2 separate regions of the Mus musculus genome follow, and region 2 is linked to region 1. A link is a contact called in public targeted proximity ligation data. All regions are on one chromosome and are shown on one strand. The core of a region is the stretch at or near the end of the contact, and the rest is flanking DNA. Distances in the headings are between cores, read along the strand shown. Region 1 overlaps Chka (choline kinase alpha). Region 2 holds the start of Unc93b1 (unc-93 homolog B1, TLR signaling regulator).

What was found.
Region 2: a targeted proximity ligation map of microglia shows a contact between it and region 1, with 3 times the contacts expected there. A contact is called at or near these places in 8 of 39 promoter capture datasets (the C10 cell line, embryonic stem cells, hematopoietic stem and progenitor cells and 5 more), 16 of 484 Hi-C or Micro-C datasets (B cells, CD4 T cells, DN3 thymocytes and 9 more), 10 of 130 datasets of targeted methods (the HPC-7 cell line, the NIH/3T3 cell line, the SCID.adh cell line and 6 more) and 3 of 9 other capture datasets (adipose tissue, liver and pancreatic islet).

What each region holds. Positions count from the first base shown.
Region 1 is chr19:3,879,118-3,883,361 of GRCm38.p6, reverse strand. The region is part of intron 3 of Chka (choline kinase alpha); the gene reads right to left. Among named protein-coding and RNA genes, the nearest start is that of Tcirg1, 26 kb to the left of the region's middle.
Region 2 is chr19:3,933,735-3,938,140 of GRCm38.p6, reverse strand. Unc93b1 (unc-93 homolog B1, TLR signaling regulator) reads right to left here and starts at 2,955. Exons shown (of 11, transcript NM_019449.2): 1 at 2,789-2,955; 2 at 2,238-2,379; 3 at 1,719-1,872. The coding sequence starts at 2,947.

The sequences.
Region 1 (4,244 bases), core at 1,457-3,956:
TGGGTCCTGTAAGAACAAGTGCCACTTAGCCACTGAATGTCTGTCTCTCTAGCCTCCTCCCTCCATCTTCTAGCTTTAATCCTAATAACTCATAGAACTATGACTTCAAAAACCACCTTTTCCCCCCAATTTATATTCATTCCTGTCACCCTGAAAACAGCAAATTAGGTAGGGTATGCGTGTGAGTTGTCATCTGTTAAGCGTAGTGGGTGGAAGGGCCTTTGGCTCTCTCACAGAGCCTTGTTCATTTATTGTCTTAGGTCCTAGCTCAGACACCATCTTAAATTTCACAACTTTATTTTCTACAGGCAGGCAGTTCTATGCCACAGAGCCCATGTGGAAGTCAGTGGGTAACTCTTGGGCGTCAGTTCTCTCCTATTACCTTACAGGCTCTCTCAGACTCAGGGAGCCAGACCTGTCAAGTGTCTCACTTGGCCCCAATCCCACACCAACAAGGATGTGTGTGTGCACATGCGCGTGCGTGTCCCTCCTAAAATCACAACTTTCCCCCTTCTTCCCAGCTTTCAGGTGATTCTGATCGCTCTTTAGTTTGTTTTTGTTTGTATTTGTTTTTGTTTGTTTTTAAGAGGCAGGGTTTCTTTATGTAGCCCTGGAACTTGCTCTGTAGACCAGGCTGGCCTCAAACTCAGAGATTTGATCACCTTTTGTTATAAAATATGCTATGGGTGAAAACAATCCCAGGTAATCATGCTTAAAGCATCCACATTACAAAACTCGGGGTTTGGGAATTTAGCTCATTGTTAGAGCATTTGCCTAAGAAGCTGAGGTTCCTGTGTTGGGTCCTCAGCTCTGAAGGCTTAAAAAACAAACAAACGGACAAAAACTGAATTCAGAAACTGAAGACGAGCTCATTATGCAATGGCAGAATGCCACAGCTGACAAGACAAAGCCGTCAAAGCACACAAAATCATAAGTCAGTCACTTCCCCTTCTGTGTGGACAAGTGCTTGTTCCTAATCCCTACAATTACAGCCTAACTGTAATCTTGTATAATCCCCATATTAGTCTAATTATACCCTGTGAGGCTCAATCTGTATTGCAAGTGTGTATATTTGACAATAGATATTATTAATTTGTTCAGACTATAAGGAATTGGGTATCGCATGGACTTGTATCTTTTTGACAACACCTAGAGGTTCAGCAGATGAAATGTTCTTATTGCTCAACTAACCCTCGTAACACATTGGTTTAGGAGGGACAGTTACTGCAGCCCTGTCTGACCTGAAGCCCGATACTGCAGAGACTCTCAGGGGAGCTCAAGCGAAGGCCCTCAAGGTGTCCTCTGCTGTAGTCCTCTCCCCTGTAGGCTGGGAGCAGTCTCCTCGGCGCCTCCTACAGTGGAAACTGCAAAAGCAAGCAGAGCCTGACCATAACTGAACAAGAGGATCCTGGAGTAGGCAATCTCCCAGGTATGGCTCCCTGTAGCTCTATGTCATCTGCAGAACTCCCCCTCCCCCACACCCACATTCTAACTTTCAGTATAATCATTTCTAAGCTTCTTTTGTTTAAAAATCCAGACTTTTGTTATGATTAAAATCTCTTTTCCAGCTTCCCACACTGCAGAGTTATTACAATGACCATGAGGGTTCAACTTTGTCGGAAATGTTAAATTTTGTACTTTTCTTTTCCTTGTGGCAGTCTTATGTAGCACTTGTTGACCTTGAACTTGTTATAGCTAGCCCTGAACTTCTGATCTTCCTTCCTGCTGGGATTAAAGTGTGAACCACCATGCTTGCTGATAGAATCCAGGGTTTGTACACAATATGCAAGCACTATCCACATAAAAAGAAAAAAATTAGAGAGAGAAGAAGAGACACGAGAGAAGAGAAAGAGAATGTGCATGTTTGTGGCTGCCTACATGCCACAATATGGGGGTCAGAGGACAACTTTCAGGAGTTGGTATTCTCTTCCCATCTGGGGCACTGGGGATTGAACTCAGAGGGTTGGGCTTAGTGGTGAGTTGACTTTACTCGCTGAGCCATCTTGCCAGCCTTTTCTGGTTGGTTTTTGAGACAAAGCCTTTGCATTATTGTCCAAGCTACTCTTAAATTTCCAATCTCCCTGCACCTCCTGCATCAGTTTCTCTAGTTACATATTGCAGGCAGGCAACACAATACTTGACCTCACATGTTAGATTTTAAAGTTCTGTAAGTCTATCAGTTCCTGCCTATGTGCATGGCAGGACTGGCACTGGTACCTGGATTAATATCCTACCTAGACTCTTGCAGAGCCCATTAACCTGCACACACATGTGGGGCCCAGACAGAGATATAAGCAATTTCAAGCCCCTGATGCTCTCTGTGGTGGCTATGTGAAGCAAGAGAACAGTAATCAGAACAAACAGGGCGTGGCCCCCAGCCCAAAACTCCATATCATCCACTGGGCCAGTCACAGGCTAGTGCTACCTTTTTGGAGAAATCAATACCTTACTTTAGTTTCAGATATAAAACTTAATCATTCATTCATTCATTCATTCAAAACACAAAATGACTAAACAGAACTACAGAAGGAGTCAAGGCCATGAAGGGACAGAAGGTGGGTTGTGAGAGACAGGTTATGAAAGGGCAGTGATTTCCGGACAACACTGAACTGACTGAGACCCAAAAGTGCAGGGTGCAAATGAGCTGAGTTCTGATGGAGGAAGTCTGGAGCAGTCAAGGAAGTAAGAGAGTGGTTGCTCAATTGGGCAACCAGGACAGTCAGGAGCAGTCTATGGGACAGACAGGAACACGTGAAGCAATATACACTGAAACCTTATACACCGAGCAAACTATCAGAGCAAAAGAGAAACTGACTTATTCTGAGAACTCCCTCTCTACAGCAATGGTCTTGAAGCAATCACAACAGTAAGAGCCCTGAGGGCCCAGGTAATATCAAGGAAGGGGAAGTGGAAAGAGTGTACTAGCCAGGAGATGAGCAGGAACACTCCAACAAGCTGTCTTCATGACGTGGCCTGGCTGTTACACTTGAGAGCTCACGGCACCTATGGTTTTCTACATTAAGACCTGCACAAAATCAAGCCAGTCAACATTCCAGAGCGGAGGGCAGTGGTTGTTACATGGTACCACTTCTACCTGAGGGGTTGTTTTAGCAGTTATTGGCAGTTAATGGTTTCTGTGGAAGGGAGAGTCAATTTTCTAAGTATGTGGCCCTGGCTGGTTGCCATGTTCTAATAGATGGCCCACATCTATGTGCATGCTGGCAGTACTAACTGGACTGGACTCTAGGAGTTGTTTTTCTTAAAGAGGACACATGTTAGGTGGGGTCTGGAGGAGTGGAAGAGGAATAAGGGGATTGAGATACATTATATAGTGAGATTATGTGATTGAGATACATTATATAAGGAGTGAAGATGACTCCAAGGTTAACAGCACTTGTTCTTGCATAAGACATCGGTTTGATTCCCAGGACCCACATCACTCACAATCTAACTCGTTTCAGATTTAATAGTCTCTTCTGACCTCTGAGGGCACTAGGCACGCACATGGGGCACTTGCAAGCAAATCACCCACAAAAATAAATACAAAAAATACAAATACAAATAAATACATAGATATACAATATTCATGTATACAATATTAACGGAAAGAAAAAGTTCCTAAAATTAGCATTTACCCATTAACAAACACAACCAAACAGTATACACATCAATCAACGCTCACCCTCACAACAACATAATGTTTCCTGTTTTTTTTCCTACTCTATTTCATTTAGAAAACAAGCTGGGTGCAACATACACATCCTAGTCCCTGATAAGACTACTATGTTTAGGCAACTTTGGTTTCTAAACCCACCCACCCCCATCCCCAAACCAAAAATGCTAACATTTCACATAACTTTCACACCACTTGCAAACAACTGACTCAAATATGGGCAGTGGGAGGAAGCAGACAAGGGAGAAGAGGAGGCAAGATGGCTGCCTTTATAGGAAAAGGAGCTACAGATGCTACTGAGGGTCCAACTGGAGGAAAGCAAAATGCCTGCTGATTTGGCAATGTACAAGTTGCTAGTGATAAAAACTAGAGCTTCAAGCTGGGCAGTGATGGCGCACGCCCTTAATCCCAGCACTTGGGAGGCAGAGGCAGGTGGATTTCTGAGTTTGAGGCCAGCCTGGTCTACAGAGTGAGTTCCAGGTCAGCCAGGGCTACACAGAGAAACCCTGTCTCGAAAAAAAAAAAGAAGAAGAAGCAGACAGGAGACAGGAGGGCTAGAGAGCTGGCTCAG
Region 2 (4,406 bases), core at 1,706-4,205, 55 kb before region 1:
TGTCACAGCACTGGGGAACTTAAGTCAAGAAAAGGAAAAGTTCAAGGTCTCATGTCCCAAGCCAGTCATGTGTGTGTTTGATGCCCCTGGAAACCAGAGGAGGTGTTGGATTCCTTGAAACTGGAATTACAGCTGGTTATGACCCACCATGTAGGTGCTGGGAATTTAAATTGGGTCCTTCAAGGCCATTCTGGGACATAGGAGATCCTGTCTGTCAGTAAATAAAGTCAATACATGACCCACACAGGGTTAGTGCCACAACCCAGCGGTAAAGCGCTTGCCAAGAGTGCATAGTATCCTAGGTCCACTCACCGACACTTAAGGAGGAAAAAGTTAAAAACAAACAAACAACAAACAAACAAGAACAAAAAACAAGGAAACTAAACCAGGCATGCACAGCTAGTAGGTGTGCAGGATACAGGACCCTTTGAGAAAGGGTCACGGTGACTGACTTTCAGCTAAATCCTTTTTTTGTTTTGTTTTGTTTTGTTTTGTTTTGTTTTGTTTTGTTTTTTCGAGACAGGGTTTCTCTGTGTAGCCCTGGCTGTCCTGGAACTCACTCTGTAGACCAGGCTGGCCTCAAACTCAGAAATCCGCCTGCCTCTGCCTCCCAAGTGCTGGGATTAAAGGTGTGCGCCACTACCACCACCCGGCAACTTTCAGCTAAATCTTAAACCTACAGGCTACGCCCTTCAACTCTGTGAGGAAAGATTGCTTCATGTCTAAAGTAAGAGCAGCTACCCTGGCTGTGTGATGGAACAAAATAAGACTTTACTCTGCATTAGAGGTGATACATTTTAAGAGGTATAAAGCCAGCCAGCGTGATAACACAGCCGGTAGTCCCAGCACCCAGGAGGCTGAACTAGAAGAATCCTGAGAGTCAGCTGAGGCTCCTGGGTGAGAGCCTGTGTGCAGGTTAGTTGATGGTCAACTTGACACACAAACTGGAGTCACTTGGGAAGAATGAATCTCTGCTGAGTCAATGCCCCCAACAGATTAGCCTGTAAGGAAGCAAGCCTATGATGAATTTTCTAGATTGCTTCTGGATGGGGGGCGGGGGGACCACTTAGGTGGTGCCACCTCTGGGGTGGTAGACCTGGGTTCTATACGAAAGCAGGCTGAGCAAGCCAGTAAGCAGCATTCCTCCATGGCTTCTGCATCCACTCCTGCCTCCAAGTTCCTACCTGGTTGAGTTCCTGCCCTGACTTCCCTGGATGATGGACTATCATGTGAAATAAACCCTTCCTCCCCAATCTACCCATTTCAGGAGTCTCATCAGGCTGGGGAACATTTCTGCAATGGCCTGGAGGTTGAACCATATGTGCCCTAGAGCTCCAGCCTGACCAACCTGAGCCTCTGCAGCTAAGACCTTTTCTGTGAGACCTTTTTTTTTTCAACATAGTCATGGCTCACTGGGCTGAGAACCTGGGCTGTGCTGGGGGTTTCAAGGCTGTAGCCCAGGAAGTCACAGTTTGTCTGGTAGGATGCCAGAGTCCCCATGAAACCAAATGTGCAGATGGGGGGAGGGGGGATGGGGGATCTCTTGGTTCCTCCTCTATAGCTGGGATTTCCCCTTTTCCTTCTCACTCTTCCAAACAAGCAAGGCCTCTCTGCAGTTCGCCTCAGTCCAAAATAGGAGGGCAGCAGGTGGCCTTATGATCCAACAGTCTCTGTACCCCACAAAGTCGGGGGGGGGCGCGGAAACAGAAGTTTGGCACCTGATGAGCACAGGTGTGTAGAGCAGGGCAGCGATAGGCGTCACGTTGATACCCATCAGCATCTTGCTATCGATGTCCGGCAGCCCCATGTTGCCATACTTCACCTCTCTGTAGGTCTCATCATAGTGCAGGATCAGTTGCATCTGCAGGAGGCCTGGGGACAGGGAGCATCGTAGAGAGCTCTAATCAGTCTGGCTCAGAACAACTAAACAAGCTCACGGCAAGGCTGGCAGGGCGCCGAGTCACCTAAGCGACCCTTTCCTGTATTCATCAGGACCAGGATAAGAACAAGACTCCCGTTCCCAGCCTCCCGCACCGAGTCTCTGGCTGGGTTGGGGGCACACTGGCTTGTGGCACACCCCGCCTCCCAGTCCCAAGTGCACGCCACAGCAACAGCAGATGTGACCCGGGAAGTGAAAGGGGAAGGAGGCCAGCTAGCCGCAAGGTTTCTCTTTCCAAGCTCGGGAGTGGAGGGGGAGGGGAAGCAGAGGGCTAGCAGGGTTAGTGTGTCCTCCCTACCCAGGTAGACGCCGTAAGTAAGGGTGACACCCGTGCTGGCCGCCAGCACGTTCTTGACCACTCCGAGGCGCTTGCGGCGGTAGTAGCGGCGCTCTTCCTCCTCCTCATTGTAGTTGGGGTACGCACCCACGAGTTCGTCCAACTGCGGGCCAATCACTAATCACATGTTGGCTCCCCGGTCGGACTCCAGACCCTATCCCGGCTTCCAGGAACTCAGGTTTCCCATCCAGGGTCCTAGTCCCCATCCCAGGGCCCCCGCACCCCACTCGGGGTGTCAGTCCACAATTCTGGATCTCTGTCCCCCTGACCCGGAGTCCTGGTCTCTTCTCTAAATCCCTGCTCCCCACTCCGGGTTCCAGCTTTCCACTCAGAGCCCCATCCCCTATTCCAGAGTGTGTTCCTACTCTGAGACCCTGGTCCCCAGTCTGGAGCCCCGCCCCTCATCCTAGGGTACAGGGGGCCTCCCATCCCAGGGACCTTCCCCCCCCCCCCCCGGGTGCCCCGCGGGGCAGTCGGTCCGGTGTCCCATTGTGTTTCCCTGCCCTGCTCACGGGAGCCTCTGGCCCATCAGGAACTCCGTGCCGGTCTTCATCCCCTTGAGGACCCGCGGCCCCGGCCACAGGGTAGAGCGGAGGCTCCACCTCCATGACCAGATCCAGATCAAGGGCTTGCAGTTCTGGGCACCAGCAGCTGGTTGGGACTTCCTTCATCAAAGACCGCCCTGTCTAGTAGGCCCCACCCCGTCTAGTGTGGGCCGCCTCCTCCTAATACTGTCCATGGTGTGTGTGTGTGCGCGCGGTATGTGTGTGTGGTATATATGTGGTGCATGTGTGTGCATGCGTGTGTGATTTTTGTTTATGTGTGTGTGGTGTATGTGTGTGCAGTCTGTAGTGTGGTGTGTGTGTGTGTGTGTGTGTGGTTTTTATGTGCTGTGGTTTATTTGTGTGTGGTGTATATAATTTTTTGTTTGTTTGTTTTTTTGAGACAGGGTTTCTCTGTATAGCCCTGGCTGTCCTGGAGCTCACTTTGTAGACCAGGCTGGCCTCGAACTCAGAAATCCGTCTGCCTCTGCCTCCCGAGTGCTGGGATTAAAGGCGTGCGCCACCACTCCCGGCTGTACGGTGTATATAGTATGTGAATGTGATGTGTGTGGTGTATGTGTATGTGTGTGCAATGTGTGTAGTGTGGTTTGTGTGTGTATGTGTGTTGTGTGCTTGTTTTATGTGTGTGTACAGTGTGTATGTATGGTGTATGTAGTATGTGTGTGGTGTACGTGTATGTATGCAGTCTGTAATGTGTGGTTAGTGTGTGTATGTGGTATGGTTTGTCTGTGTGGCATGTCTGTATATGTTTTTGGTTTGTGTGTGACTTTTGTATGTGTGGTGAAGCAGAAGGTGGGCTTTTGTTGGCTCTATGAAGGGAGCAAAGGCGGAATGTAGTGCAGTTGGTCAGGTGCTTCCTGTCATGAGCAGAGTCCTGGGGTGATCCTGGGGTGGTCATGGCTGTGCACACCTGTAAGTCCAGCATACAAGAAGTGGAGAAAAGAGACCTGGTATTCAAAGAGTCATCTTGCTACATCTCAAGTTTGAAATTTGAAGTGAATACATGAGATACTGTCTCAAAAATAAAAGTGAAAGAACAGAGAGAGGGTGGTGCCATCATCTGGGGCATGGAAGACACAGGACAGGAGGGACACAGTGGACACTAGGAAGCTCTGAAGCTGTGTGGCTGCAGAGTGGACACCAGTGTTTACAGTCTCATGTGGTAGCCGTGGTGAGCCTGTGGCTGAGTGATCATATTGTTGGGAATGGCAGTAGACTTTGAGACCCCGAGAGGATGCAATCCTATAGGATAGAGGGGTCAGGTGAGGCGTAATGAGAAGAGAGCAGCTGGAATAGGGAGGGGTGTACCACAGGGAGTGGGCTCAGTGGGCACTGAGTGGAAAGGGCAAGGTGGTATGTGTGTGTGGGTATGTGTGGGTATGTGTGGGTGTGTGTGAGTGTGTGTGAGATGTGTCTGTGTGTGTGTGATGTACCTATGTGTGTGTGTGATGTACCTATGTGTGTGGTGTGCCTGTGTGTGTGTGTGTGTGTGTGATGTGACTGTGTGTGTGGTGTGTGTCTGATGTGTCTATGAGTGTGTATATGTCTCTGTGTGTGATGTGTCTAT